Regions from separate parts of the Mus musculus genome. Here region 1 is linked to region 2. A link is a contact called in public Hi-C data. All regions are on one chromosome and are shown on one strand. The core of a region is the stretch at or near the end of the contact, and the rest is flanking DNA. Distances in the headings are between cores, read along the strand shown. Region 1 has its middle 84 kb from the start of Gm33059. Region 2 has its middle 16 kb from the start of Gm32955.

What was found. A called contact is a pair of places that touch in the nucleus more often than the background predicts.
Region 1: a contact with region 2 is called in a Hi-C map of myocytes, with 2.1 times the contacts expected there. The contact joins two enhancer-like sites. A contact is called at or near these places in 3 of 484 Hi-C or Micro-C datasets (cerebellar granule neurons, myocytes and nephron progenitors) and 1 of 9 other capture datasets (embryonic stem cells).

Annotation. Positions count from the first base shown.
Region 1 is chr4:33,695,685-33,698,384 of GRCm38.p6, forward strand. No RefSeq gene overlaps it. Among named protein-coding and RNA genes, the nearest start is that of Gm33059, 84 kb to the right of the region's middle. Within about 2 kb of position 1,432, at least 19 of the 459 cell types and tissues checked have an H3K27ac peak or open chromatin away from gene starts, as enhancers often do. A contact at or near this core is called in myocytes, where this site is marked.
Region 2 is chr4:33,585,932-33,588,631 of GRCm38.p6, forward strand. No RefSeq gene overlaps it. Among named protein-coding and RNA genes, the nearest start is that of Gm32955, 16 kb to the right of the region's middle. Within about 2 kb of position 1,435, at least 136 of the 459 cell types and tissues checked have an H3K27ac peak or open chromatin away from gene starts, as enhancers often do. A contact at or near this core is called in myocytes, where this site is marked.

The DNA.
Region 1 (2,700 bases), core at 182-2,681, 110 kb after region 2:
CTTCCTTCCTTCCTTCTTCCTTCTTCCTTCTTCCTTCTTCCTTCTTCCTTCTTCCTTCTTCCTTCTTCCTTCTTCCTTCTTCCTTCTTCCTCCTTCTTCCTCCGTCCTCCTTCCTCCTTCCTCCTTCCTCCTTCCTCCTTCCTCCTTCCTCCTTCCTCCTTCCTCCTTCTTCCTTCCTCCTTCCTCCTTCTTCCTTCTTCCTTCTTCCTTCTTCCTTCCTCCTTCCTCCTCCTTCTCCTTCTCCTTCTTCTTCTTCTTCTTCTTCTTCTTCGTTTTTTGTTTTGTTTTGTTTTGTTTTATTTTGTTTTGTTTTTTGAGACAGGGTTTCTCTGTATAGCCCTGGCTGTCCTGGAACTCCTTTTGTAGACCAGGCTGGCCTCGAACTCAGAAATCCACCTGCCTCTGCCTCCTGAGTGCTGGGATCAAAGGTGTGGGCCACCACGCCCAGCTGTATCTTTTCTTCTTTAAGCCATGACTGCCGCATACTTTGTCATAGCAATATGAAAGTAATTAACACACTATTGGGAGAGTTACTCTAGGCCCTACTGAAGTTCAAACAGCAACTGGAAAACGTACATTCAAATCACCATAAGATATAATCTCATGCTCACTGGAAGGGAGAAACTCTACATGTCGGTCAATAGCAATGCCATGATATACAGCTTGTCCTAAAAGATATGCTTTGAGGAAATAGCTTTAAGAAGTGAGGATTATGATAGCTGTTTATGGGTGGGAAGTGAAGGGAGAGACTGGATAAATGTTCATTAAACTGTCTCTGTGTGTTTGCGTGATTTTCATAGGGATGTTATATTTCACATCGAAAGCAGTGTCCCTGAATACCAGGGCTGGTATCAGCTACACAGAAAATGTCACCTTGATTCTCCTTAGGTTAAACGTTGCTGTCATCTTTTGTGTTTTTCCTACTGAATGCTTCCTTTAGTGATGTCCTCCAGAATCAGGAGTCGACTTGTCAAACCCTAATGGCTCGTTTTCTACAAACCTCAAGGTGTGGGGGGGGGGGGCTGAGAACCCAAGACTCTTTAATCTAACAGTCCTCAGTTTGTGCACTATGGACTAACATCAGTTAAGTCTCTCAACTTAAAAAGTCAGGTTGCAACCTTCATAGAGCTGTTTAGTTTTGTCTAGCCTGATTTGCCCTGTAAGCCATGTTGTGTGTCCTAATGTGCATGTGCACTTCCTGAATGATTGTAAGATTTTATCCTATATCACTTTTATGATGATTTCAACGTTTATAGAAAGCTTGAAGAAGATGAAGATGAGATCAATTGTTTCGTCGTGATAATTACTAGGCTTATTAGGGTGCTGTCTTGCCAAGCCTCAGTTTCTGTGGAAGATGCTATAGTAATGTATGAAGTCGGTAAGAAAAAGCTTGCTTTACTTGGCTGCACTGAATCCCGTCAAGCTTCTCTCTATGCCTACAGACTTCCAGGACCATCTGTCTTCTATTTGAATTGAATTTATGCTGTCTGACTTCATGCTGTACAGCCGCCGAGCCCAAAGCAGCTGTCGTTGGCTTCAGGTTTATTCTTGAATCTCTCTCTAATCCAACACCACCAACTCTGCTTTGGGTTTCATCTTTGATCCTTTCTAAGGGCTTTTTCTCTGAAAATGGTTCTCTCAGTTCTTTCTCTCTTCCTCCTCTCTCTGTTTCTGTCGCCTAAATATTTGCATATCACTTTTCATAACAAACACAAACAAACAAACAAGCAATACAACACAACTTCTTCAATATCAGTGAGCCATTAACCACAGGTTGTTAAACCACTCATTTATTTCACTAGCAAACCACTGTGAGCACGTCATACCCCTCCCCCTTTACCCTCCCTTCCCCTCCCCTCCCCTTTCCTCTCCCCTCCCCTTCCCTCTCCCTCCCCCTCCCCTCCCTCTCCCCTTCTCTCTCCCCTCCCCCTCCCCTCACACCCACAGTAACACACCTACTCAACATGACCTCACCTTCCAATAGTGCCACTCCCTGGGCCGAGCATATACAAACCATCATAATATTCTTCAAGCAATTTTTGTTTTATGGCTTTCCACATTCTCTCTTTCAACAGGAAAGAACTGATGTTTTGAAGTATCTTGGTTGCTTTGGGTGGAGGTGGAGGAGATAGGATTTGAAAGGGACAAATAAATGCTGAGGAGCAGAAGGACCAGGCCATCAGACGGAAATGACACATTTAGGAGGGAAGCAAGGGTACCATAGCAGGCACCATGCCATGGAGTAGGGGACCCAAGGCCTAAGTGGCAGAGCAAGCATTTTATATGAAGTTAAGGAAAACCTAAACTTGGGACAAGGTGATAATGTAATTGCAGTGAGTAATATCATTTTATCAGCACAACAGTTAGTAGCATCTTGTCCGTGTTTCCATTTCATATACATTGATTTTAGAAAATGCTAATTATCCTGTTATTAGTATGAGAGGATTTCTACCTTGAAGATACATGTAGCTATAACTATTGGCTCCTCTTGAGGAAAATAGAGTCAGGTGAAAACTTGTGGACAGCCATGAATGTCCAACTCAATAACGAGGGTATTGGCATTTGTAGGGTTAATGTGCATAAAATATTCATTCAGTTTTACTGGGATCTACTAATACACCTTAAAATAGTCACAATTCACGAGTGTTGTCCAGCAGTTAAAATTACATGGCTATTTTTACTTTTTATATTTAAAACCTT
Region 2 (2,700 bases), core at 185-2,684:
GGAGGGAACACCTAGTCTTCGGGTGGGTGTGGCCTCCTCAGCAGCAGTGTTTCCTGGCTTCTGCAGGAGACTCTGCAGACCAGGCGACCCCTATGAAAGGGTTGTTTGACCCCTAAAAGGGGTGTGGAGAACCACAGGTTGAGAATCACCAGTCTAGTGGGAAACTGAGCCCCATTTCTTTATACCATCCTGAGAACTGTGTTTTGATCGTCTCACATTCTCTCCCTAGTTTCTTGCCAGCTCATCCTCAAGACTGTAGACTGGTGTCTACAAGGATGTTACCCGTATCTATAGTCCTTATTAGAATGAGCTGGCCGGGCCTTTCTTCAGCTTGAAGTCACATTCAAAGTACAGCCTACCTCTCCAAGATAGTCAGTGTAGTGAACTGAAAAGGTGTGGAAGACAGATCGCAGTCCTAAACACAGACAATGTCAAGAAATTCTCTCCCTCCCCAGTCCCACCAACTCAGTCCCACCTCCTCTCCTCAGTGGTGGCTCACTCCTTTCTCCTTCACCAGCCATCCGCTGCCCTGCCCGAAGCAGACCTAGCCAGGCTCTCTGGTTCTCCTCACACAAAGCCCAGGCTAGAGGTCTCGGCTCTGAATATTTATGTCTTAATTCTGTGTCTCTTGGCTTGTATTCCTCCCTTCAGTGTTAGTTCTGCTTTGTGCAAATAGCTTCATTTCCATGACAGATGCCTTTGCAAGGAGAATGCTTAGATATGGAACCGGCAGCCTTAGAGAGCTGTACCAAGCTCACAGGACTCAATAAACAAGGGGTGACTGGGTTCACTGCCACAAAAAACAAAAAGCCTACAGCAGCCTGCAGGAGCCCTGAGTTCTTCCGCAAGCCTGTGGCAACAGCTCCCTCTGCCTGAAGAGCCCTTTGTCCTTTTGGTCTCTTGCTTTTCTTTTTCTTCCCCAGTTGTTCCTTTCCCTCACCAGCTGTGAACAACAGCTCCCGCAGACTCTGTCTGCTACAGAAATGGTCTGACTTCTGGTGTGAAGGAAATGAGAGATGAGGGGGAAGGACCTGTGTGGCAGGGGCCGTGAGTATAAACACATACTGGATCATACAGATATTGGGAAGGAAACCCCACACTCCCCTCCTGAAATGGAAAGTTAACCCTTGCAGCCAAAGCACGATGTGAAAATGAAGCTCTCCCAAGTCTGGCAGGGAGAGAGATCTAGAAATCATTCTTGGAACTTGCAGTGCGGCCCAGCGCTGCAGGCATCGAGGAGGGCAGAGGAGGGGGTGAAGATCCCCAATAAAATAAACCACGAGAGAGATTTTATGCGAAAAAGATAACTATAGCTGACAGGATCAATTTCTTGGTACAGGAGGGGTCAAACTACTTAGAAAGCATCTGTGAGGAGAGGTGGGATGGAAAGGCGGGTCACGTGCCGCTCCAGGCCCCTCCCAAGTCAGACTTGTACTGGCTGAGGTACTGCCCCTGAAGCGCACGTGGGAGGAGTCTTCTGATCTGAGCACAGCATCTGCCTGGTGATTCCTGCTGGTGATTGACTGATAATTAGACATACTTACTAAGCCATTTCAGGGAACTTAGGGAAAGAAAGTGATGTTGCAGGGATATCTGAAAGTGAAGAAGAGCAGTTCTGAAAAAGAGACAGAGTCTCATGCTACCTTCCCCCCATAATCCAACTCAAAGTTCAAATCTCCGGTGAGTCCCCCTGCCTGGCCACCCAGACTTCATCTGACATTCAGAGTCAATGGTCTGGGCTGGGCGAGTAGTGCTGGCATCTGCGGGTCACACGAGCTCTTAGGATTCTAAGGGGCAGTTATGATGAGAGCCCTGAGTCAGCCCTTCATAGTCCCTGGCTGAGTCATCTTGCTTTCAACGACACTTCTTCCTAAGCCAAGTGCCTGCAGATGGTGTGAAGCCCAGTCACACCGAGAGCTTAGTGACTTGATGATTGTCTCTAAATAAGGAGTGATGCAATCTCATTTCTATTTTAGGAAAATGACCGCGTAGGAAAAATGGCAGCGGGACTGAGGATGGAGAGCCCGAGGCTAGGGGAACCAGTTGGCCACTTGACCAGTGACAGCTATCAAGGCCGTGACTGACGGATAGGAGAGGCTGAAAACATGGCTCAGGCAAAACTGACAGTTCTGGCGACTGTGGCGGGGGCAAAGGCAAGAAGGGTTGAGCTTCAAGATGGGAAGTCAAAGTCAGGGACAAGACTAACCAAAATGAGGCCAGTGGAGCTGGAGAGGGAAGGACCCCATCTGCCTGAATGCCTGTTTCCTGTTCACATCCTGGGCCCCTAAGGGCAAGGCAGGTTAAACAGAGGATAATTGGTGTTTGCGGCTAGACTCAGGGCTGCTGGAGGGTGGGGCTCATCTTCTCCCGGCCTAGCACCTACAGCAGTCAGCACATGATTGACACGCAATGTCTCTTGAGTACAGAAATGAGTGGCAGACGAAACTGGAAACAGTCTCACTGGAAAACCTGAGTTTTTGGGGTCAGTCTATGACAAAGATGACTTCACATAGAAGCCAAGATCTCTATGAAAGCCAGTATGGTTTCTTTCTATATGTGGGGAAAGAGGAGCTATGCCAAGAGCCTGCGATGCCATTGGGTCTCTATCAATGTCACAGTCTCCTTGGCGTGGAGGAGGGAGATGGGGAGGACCTGCAAGAGGGTCTGGTTAGCAGAACTTAGACAAAGGGGGAACGTACC